Linked DNA regions of Mus musculus: regions 1 and 3 are each linked to region 2. The links are chromatin contacts, called in public HiChIP or PLAC-seq maps. All regions are on one chromosome and are shown on one strand. The core of a region is the stretch at or near the end of the contact, and the rest is flanking DNA. Distances in the headings are between cores, read along the strand shown. Region 1 holds the start of H6pd (hexose-6-phosphate dehydrogenase (glucose 1-dehydrogenase)). Region 2 has its middle 15 kb from the start of Clstn1. Region 3 overlaps H6pd (hexose-6-phosphate dehydrogenase (glucose 1-dehydrogenase)).

Region 1 (2,704 bases), core at 95-2,594, 430 kb before region 2:
AGAATAGGGAGGAGGCATGAGGTGGAAGTGGAAGTTCTAGTATTTTGTGGAGTGGTCTGAGAAAGCCAGACTGAGCAAGCGGTCTTGCTGAAGCTGGTGAGCTAAGGTGCCATGTGAGTACCTGTGGGGGAACGCAGCTCAGAGAGAAGAGCCAGAACAAAGGCCCCGAGGCAGGAGGATGGCCAGAATAGTACAGGAGGTCAAAGAGATGATGGTAAGATGCTAGATTGTGTAGACTCTTTCTTACCAACAGTGAGGGTCACTCTGGCCCCTGTGCTAGGCTCAGCTCTGCAGGGGCCATAGGAAGCTATGGGGGGGGGGGGGCGTTCTGCAGTAATCCAGACAGAGGAGATGGCAGGACAGACAGAGGCAGTGAGAGACACTGTGCTCCAAACCTGTGTGAGCTTTGTTGTGTTTGTGTGCACGTGTGTGTGTGTGTGTGTGTGTGTGTGTGTGTACGTGTGTGTGTGTGTGTGTGTGTGTGTGTGTGTGTGTGCACATGTGGAGCTCAGAGGACAGGCTGTGCAGCTGGATCTCATCTTCTACCCTGCGGTTCCTGTGGCGGGAACTCAGGTCATCAGGATTGGTGGCAGACACCCGAGCTGCCCCCAAATAGGGTTTGAAGGTGGACACCTGTATCTGCCAACAGACCAGACACCGCTAAGGTTTATGATCTGAGTATGTTGTGTTTACTGGGACTGGTGGAGACAGCATTTGAAGCAAGTTGAGAGATGTGGTAGGCCATGCCAGAAATCCCAGTGCCAAGGAGGACAGGGCTGGAGCATACCAGGCCTGAGGCCAGCCTGGGCTACATAGAGATGCCTTGTCTCAAAAACAAAGAACCACAAACCTGAAGGGAAGGGGAGACAGGGAGGGGAGATGTGGGGAGGGCAAGGAGGGAGTAATTTAAATTGTGGTTAATAAACCAGTTGGATTTAGATGTGCCTAAACCCAGTCAGCATTCAACTAATGTGATCAGAGCTCTGATCTGAGTATGAGTTGATTGACCACTCTGGAGTGAGGTGGGAAAGTGCAGCCAGGAAATACCGGTTTGGCCACACGATAGCAACTGGCTGGCCAGTGCTGAGCAGCTGCTATGTGGGAGGTGGGGCCGGGGAACTTGATTTATGATCTTTGCCAATATCTGGGTTATAGATGTCCCCCTAATGAGCCATTATCAAGAGCATACATGACAGCAAAAAGTGATCCCGTGATCAGGAAACATAAGTTTTGAGTGTCTATTGACCTTTGTTCTTAATGGAATTTGGTTGGTTATTCATTTATGTAATTTCACTTTATTAATGGCTGTGTTTAACAACCAGCTGGGAAAAATACCGGAAATTTTGCAATCAAAACATTGCAAAAAGGTTCAAAGGGGCTTTGAGTGCTCCTCCGGGCTCCCAGTTATCTTTAGAGGAGGCCGGAGAAAGGGCTCTTTGGACTTAGAGGAGAGCTTCATCTGGAAGTGCTGGTCCCCAGATTGGCCATGAGGGGACCAAATGCAGACCAGGGTTGACTGACACCAGGTTGTGTTCTTTGCCTGCACTGGTAAGTTTGGCGTCGGAGCCCCGGAACTGGAGGGGACGCTTGGCTGATAAGGATGATTTTCTAAATGTTCTTTCATCTGAATTCTTGTTTCTTTTCCAATCCTTTTAAAATTAGTATTTATTTTTATTTTTTGTGCATTGGTGTTTTGCCTGCATATGTGTCTGTGTGAGGGTGTCCGATCCCCTGGAACTGGAGTTACAGACAGTTGTGAACTGCCGTGTGGATGCTCAGAATTGAACCCCGGGTCCTCTGGAAGAGCAGCCAGTGCTCTTAACCACAGAGCCATCTCTCCAGCCCCCCAATTTCTTTTTAAAAGTCCAGATTCTGGGGCTGTGATTAGAGGCACCCCTCTTCTTGCCCCATCCATGGGAAGCAGCTTTGTCAATGGTATCTGAGGGGGTAGAGTAGGGAAGGGGAGGTAGGTAGTGGCTCCTGATCTCTCTCACTCACCCTCCCACCCATGTCTGTGGGCATAGAGACTGTAACTAGCCCGCACCAGCCCTGCCTCTTGGTGCTGCTGGACTGGGCAGGGACAGCTTTGGGATGGCTGGCCATGTGCCTCTTTCCAGTGAGGGTGACAGGAAGATGGAGCTGGACTCTGCCCCTGTTCACCATGGCTGGCCAGATCAGTCTTTCCCCTTCTGGAATGTTAGCAGGGCCTCTGTCTAAAGGGCGAGTCTCTCCCAGGACGGCCTGTCAGAGTAATGCATTCTTGCCCAGAGCAAGCCCGCGTGCCCTCCTGCTTGCTGACTCCCACCGCCTGTTTTATCTCGTGTGTCCCCATGTCTGTACGCGCACCATGTGTATACTTAGTGTAGGGTCCCCTGGAACTGCCGTTAGGGATGGTTCCGAGCCACCGTGTGGCTGCTGGGACTGGGTCCTCTAAAGTGCCGAGTCATCTCTCCAGCCTCCACCCTACTCCCCACCCCTTCTGCTTTTCTTTCTTTTGACATGGGGTTGCTAAGTAGCCCAGGCTAACCTTGAACTCACAATCCTCCTGACTCCTAAAGACTGAGACTGTGGGCTTGGGTTACCATGTCCTGTTCCAGCTGTTGGTATGAATAAAATTTGTTATACAGGAAACTGTCTTCCACCCTCTTCTGTTGTTGTTGTAGCTGTTGTTTTGGTTTTCCAGACAGGATTTCTCTCTGTATCC
Region 2 (2,717 bases), core at 96-2,595:
AACTCAAGCAGAGGGTTGTTCTGCAGAAACAAACAAGGCCGAGCCACCCAGAGCCTGAAGCACCGTGGTTCCTTCCTCATACATGGAGAAGGAGGGAACTCTGCCAGGACACAGGCTGACCGGGCAGCCGCCTCTGGAATGCTACAGAGTGGCTTGCAAAGCTGCCACCCAGAGTGGCTCTTCAGCGTATTGCGTATATTTCATTATCTAGATAAGGCAAGTTAGGGCCAGACTTAAAGGGAGCAGAGAAATACAATCTATATGGCTAGAAGTTACTTAAATAGGAATGTTAAAGAGGAATTGGCAATAATGTGTCTTACGGGCTCCCTGAGGCTCAGACGAAAGGAAAGGTATGGGAAGGAGGGGGAGGTACAAACCCAGCCCTGACTCCCGGTGAGTCTGATGCTCTCCTTGGTGCCCCAGTCTTCCCCGTGTGGCCCCCTGCTGACCTCCAGAGAGTAATCCCCTAAGCCTTTCTGCCTCCTGGCACATAAGCCTCAGCTCCTGAGGAGGACTGGGTAAATCCTCAATGCCAGCCAACACAACTGGGCGGGACAGTCCTTCTCAGCCTCCTCCTCTTCCCTAGGGGCCTAGAAAAACACAGCTTCACAGCTTGGGGCTTGGGGGACGGGGGTGGTGGTGTGTACGACGGGGGGGGGGGGGGGGGGGGGGGGCGGAGCTGGAAAAAAAATCAAGCCTGAACGGGTGCTGGTTGCTGCTCTCCAACATATTGGGGAACCCCCGACTGGGACTGGGATGGTGGTGGAACAGAGCTGGCTTTTCCACAAAACTTCTGGGCTAGTCTGGACAAATCAGTTTCTGTGGGGTTTCCACTCCTGAAGCCTTCTGGGCCAGGGACCATCAGACTCACAGGCCTCCGTACCTTCCCTGACTTTCCCAATCAGCCAAGGGAAAAGTAGAGAAAGTCCCCTTGGGCATGTGCAGAGGTTCCAAAGGGACAGTGTCCCTCCCTGCTGGCAAGCCTGGTTCTGCTTGTCATGACATGCCATCCTCCGGGTGATGAGGATTTTTCTGTCTCCAGCAACTTCAGCAACTCAAGGGCAGGGCTGGATCTTACACTTCTGCCCTTTCAGCCGAGAGCAGGTCCTGACCAGCTCTGACCTGGCAGGAGCCCAGTTCGCTCAGAGTGGGTTGGGTTAACTCTCCAGGATTCCAGGGGAGTCCTGGGTGCCTGCCAAAGGCTTGGGGCTCACCTCGGTAGGTAGCTGCATGCTTTGGGGAATTTCCCGAAAGATCTGGAGGAAGGTTCTAGACAGAAGCCCTTAGAGACAGACTCTAGGCTGCCTGTACCAGGTCAGCGCTTCTTGGCAGACAGCTTCAGCACTTCCTGGGTAGGTGTGTCAGCTTGAAATGAGCTCACAGATTACCGAGTCCCCTAGGATAATGCAATATCCCTGGGAACAGGCAGCCTAAGCTAAGAAGAGGAAAAGGGGAAGGAGCAGTCATGACCTACGGGGCCCTTCAAGAGTCCAGGGCTTGGGCTGGAAGCAAGGTCTCTCTAAGGGGCCACACAAAAGTCCTTTGCCATGAAGGTAACCTAGGAGGCTACTTGGGATCCTGCAAGGGTGTATGTACCCACTCCTGCCCAGCTAGGCTCTCCTGCACTGTAGCCTGAACCCCTTCCACCAAGACTCATCCCGGAGTCTCCAGTCTCGTGGCTGTGGTTTCTGTTTCATGCAAGGACACACAAGGATGTGGACTACGTAAACAAAGGACTATTTTTACTACCTCATTGTTTTCTCACCCCACTTCCTAGCTCCTGAGCCAAGGTACACCCTGGTGCTGCCTGGGGCACACCACGTGCATCACAGATCCTCCTGCACTGCCAGGTTAGAGCAACAGCAGCCACCACCATCCAGGCCGACAGGATTCTTCTTCAGTGTGAAGATGATACATCCCTCTGACTGTTGTTCTGAGGCTGGGTGCAGAAATTAGAGGTGCCTGGACTGGGGGCACTGCCCATCCTGGAGGGAAGTTTCACCAAGCTGTCCTCTGTCCCAGACCATGAGTAGGGCCATCAGCCAGGGTTGTCCTCCCTAAAGGGGACAAGGAGGAGAAAAAGGTTGGGGATGGCTTTTTTTCAGGCTCAGAGTCAGAGCAGCTCCTGCATAGAGCAAGCATGGGGAGAAGATTAAGTTATCATTTGTTTATTGTTTTGTTTTTTTAAGATATTTATTTATTGTATATATGTGAGTACACCATTGCTCTCTTCATGCACACCAGAAGAGGGCGTCTGATCCCGTTATAGATGGTTGTGAGCCACCATGTGGTTGCTGGGAATTGACCTCAGGACCTCTGGAAGAACAGCCAGTGCTCTTAACTGCTGAGCCATCTCTCCAGCCCAGACCTTTACTTCCTATCATCTTGAAAATCTCTCCAGTCACCGTGGCCTGAGCCCCAAGGCAGGTTGCTCCCCACGCTGTACCACATGATCCCACTGTTGGCACACCGTGGCTGATAAATGCAGACAACAGCTGCTGAGGTAAGTGTCACTGTTGTTCGTACATTCCAGATTAAGAAACATGGACCCAGAGACCTATGTTCTGCTCCTAATGTGTGCCTCTGGGGCTACCCTAATGTGAGTTCCCATCTTCAGTAAGCCTGGGGCTCCCAGTCTAGGAACAGAGTAGCAGCCTGGGCCTTGGGTCCCTTTGGGTGGTAGAAGAAAGCAGGAGGGTGCTGGGCACACAGGGTGC
Region 3 (2,700 bases), core at 18-2,517, 410 kb before region 2:
TCTGAGCCAGGCCAGCAGAGTAGACACAATCCTGAGCCTGCACCGGGCGCCTTGCCTCTTCTGGTATCCCATCATCCCTCTGTGCACCTAGCTGAGATCCAGCGCTCCTCCGGGCAGCTTCTGTCTACTCTGGGAGGACACCCACTGTCCTCAGTATTCCCCATTACCCCTCAGCCTCTCCCTCTCTACAGACACAGACACTGCCACGTCAGAAGTTCCCCCAGATCTAGAGACCGGGGCTCCCTTTCCCACTAAGAACTGTTATGCTGTCATTGGGCTGTCGGGCATCTCTGATCTATCTAGACGGGAGGGCTCTGTCTGCTCCTGGGTCGGGGGTGACTCCAGATCACAGCCTCTTTCTAGGGCTTATGTGGCCAATTGCCAGCATCAGGGCAGACTGCAGCTAGCCCTCCTCACACTACCTCTCTCTGGCTTCAAGTCTGGCAGCAGCCCCTCCTCTGCCGGGCATCTCCACCATTCTTACTGACGAACCTGGTACCACTGGGAACACTACAGGCAGCTCCTAACTTCAGTCCCCTCCAGGGCCAACAACATAAACATTTCAGGGCACATACAGTTTTCATTTAGGCCTCCTGCTGAGTCATGTGAACAAGGGAAGGCCCAGAAGGGTTAGGATGGCCCGTCCTCACAGTTACCTATGTGTCAGTCACAGAGTCTCCGTGTCTTTCAGAATTTTCCCATAGAGAGGTTTCCTGTGATGAGGAGCGTCAGGAAATCTGTTTCTCTCCTTTTATTTGATTGTACTTTCTCCCAGACAGCACATGGAAAAGAATTCTTGCTTTCACTAGAGATGTGTGCATAGAGTGTAGCCTGAGCTGAGGGCTCTGTATGAAAGGCACTCTTGTTGAAATTCTGCTTACTCTGACCTCCAGTGACCCAGACTGACAGAACACCTCTATTCCTTGGCAGAAAAGAGGAACGCCCTGGGGTCCTTTCCTGGCCTGCTTTGCTCAGGCTTGGATGCAGGTAGTCGCAGGTGAAGTTCCACCTTTAGCCATGTGGGGGAGCCCACGTGCCACCACTCACATTCCACCCAGGAGGCGGGTTTTAGTGCCAAACGTCTTTTCTTCGCTTTTCTTGCTCACTGCCTCTCAGGCGTCTTAGCCCAGTGCGTTTTCATCAGTTCTTAGGGACTCGGCCTTCTGCAGTTGCAACATCAGAGAGCAAGGGGCCTTGCATGCCTCAGGAGAGAGGGTGCCCAGGCTCTGTGTCACCATTCTGAATAACGGTGAGTCACTGCCCAGCCTGAGCCTAGAATGTCCCGTTCTTATCCAGATGAATGACTCGCCTCTGTCTGTGGGGAGTCTCTGCACAGGGGAGGCCAGTGTGGGGGAAATACCAAAGATCTCCTTTCCGGAAGCAAGCACAAATAAAATTTCATTGGAAAGGTTGGTGGGGGACATTGTCTGTGTTCTCTGGCATGCACCTGTGTGTGCCCTTTCCCTTTCTGCCCCGGGTTAGGAAGGAGTGATGTTCAGAGCCAGGACCACGGAAGATGCTGCTCTTCAGACTTTCTGAACCATCATCCACAGCCAGCAGGGCTTTACCAATCAGTCACATCTGTGTACGAATCTGTCTCAGGAAGGAGCTCTCAGCCTTAAGACCTGGGATACCCTCTATTTTTTTAAAAATTTTCATTAAAAAATTGTTGCTTGCAAACCACTTAACATTGAGTTGATAAACAGTGTGACGAATACAGCCTTTGCCAGCCTCCTGCCTGTCTGGAAGTGGGGATCTGAGGCTGGGAAGACAGGACAAGGTGTCCAGGTTCCTGGGGAAGGGAAGAGGGACATGTGGTCACTGTGTCTGGGACACAGCCTTCCCTCCCTGGATTCACTTCTGGCTCCCTTAGGGTCCCTGTAGCTGTGGCTTAGCACTGGCCTGCAGGCCGTAACCCTGGGCTGGCTCTGACCCCGCCTGGGATCTTCTAACTGCACCCTGCTCACTCCCTGTTGAAACAATGGAAGCAAAAGTCTGCACCTTGCCTGGTGGCTCTGTGGTCTCCCCACTGATGGGCAGATGCTAAATGCTATGCACAGGCACACCTTGTCCTGCCAATAGCCCAGTGTGCCACGTGGCAGGGCCTTAGTGACTGAAGATTTGAAACTGGGAAAATGTCCAGTGTTGTCCAGAAACTGTATGTTAGATTCTAGAAGCCATGCCAGCACCCTGTGGGGCCTGTTCCTTTCCAGGGGACCCATGAAGGGCTCACATGGCTGAGTCAGGTTCCTTGGGTAGGCCTGTGAGTCCACTATGGGAAGGACACAGGGGCATACAAATGGCAGAAGTTGTCCTCCTTGGGGCGACATGCCAGTTAGCATCTCCAGGCTAGATCCTGATTTCTAATTCCAGGCAAATGTTCCTGGTAACTGCACTTTAAGTAGTCCCATCTTGTTAATTTCTTGCTTCTTCTTCTTTTTTTTTTTAAATGATTTTAAAATTTTTATGTGCATGTTTGCCTGCCTATGTGTCTGTGTGAGGGTATCAGATGCCCTGGAACTGGAGTTACAGACAGTTGTGAGCTGCCATGTGGGTGCTGGGAATTGAACCCAGGTCCTCTGGAAGAGCAGCCAGTGCTCTTAACCACAGAGCCAGCTCTCCAGCCCCAATTTCCGGCTTACTATTGCTCTGGAGAAAATACTCTCTTCTCACTTTTGCTCCCCAAATTAGTGGAATCAG

What was found. HiChIP or PLAC-seq counts read pairs in DNA pulled down with a chosen protein or histone mark.
Region 1: a contact with region 2 is called in a FOXA1 HiChIP or PLAC-seq map of pancreatic cancer cells. The contact joins the promoter of H6pd here to the enhancer-like site in region 2. A contact is called at or near these places in 2 of 39 promoter capture datasets (the C10 cell line and hippocampal neurons), 1 of 484 Hi-C or Micro-C datasets (embryonic stem cells), 1 of 115 datasets of contacts at active chromatin or transcription factors (pancreatic cancer cells) and 1 of 9 other capture datasets (liver).
Region 3: a FOXA1 HiChIP or PLAC-seq map of pancreatic cancer cells shows a contact between it and region 2. The contact joins two enhancer-like sites. A contact is called at or near these places in 1 of 39 promoter capture datasets (pre-B cells), 2 of 115 datasets of contacts at active chromatin or transcription factors (the 3134 cell line and pancreatic cancer cells) and 2 of 9 other capture datasets (embryonic stem cells and liver).

Annotation. Positions count from the first base shown.
Region 1 is chr4:150,001,876-150,004,579 of GRCm38.p6, reverse strand. H6pd (hexose-6-phosphate dehydrogenase (glucose 1-dehydrogenase)) reads left to right here and starts at 1,344. Exons shown (of 5, transcript NM_001291004.1): 1 at 1,344-1,548.
Region 2 is chr4:149,570,424-149,573,140 of GRCm38.p6, reverse strand. No RefSeq gene overlaps it. Among named protein-coding and RNA genes, the nearest start is that of Clstn1, 15 kb to the left of the region's middle. Within about 2 kb of position 1,345, at least 91 of the 459 cell types and tissues checked have an H3K27ac peak or open chromatin away from gene starts, as enhancers often do. A contact at or near this core is called in hippocampal neurons and pancreatic cancer cells, where this site is marked.
Region 3 is chr4:149,978,463-149,981,162 of GRCm38.p6, reverse strand. It overlaps H6pd (hexose-6-phosphate dehydrogenase (glucose 1-dehydrogenase)), which reads left to right. Exons shown (of 5, transcript NM_001291004.1): 5 at 1-1,689. Among named protein-coding and RNA genes, the nearest start is that of H6pd, 23 kb to the left of the region's middle. Within about 2 kb of position 1,267, at least 206 of the 459 cell types and tissues checked have an H3K27ac peak or open chromatin away from gene starts, as enhancers often do. A contact at or near this core is called in pancreatic cancer cells, where this site is marked.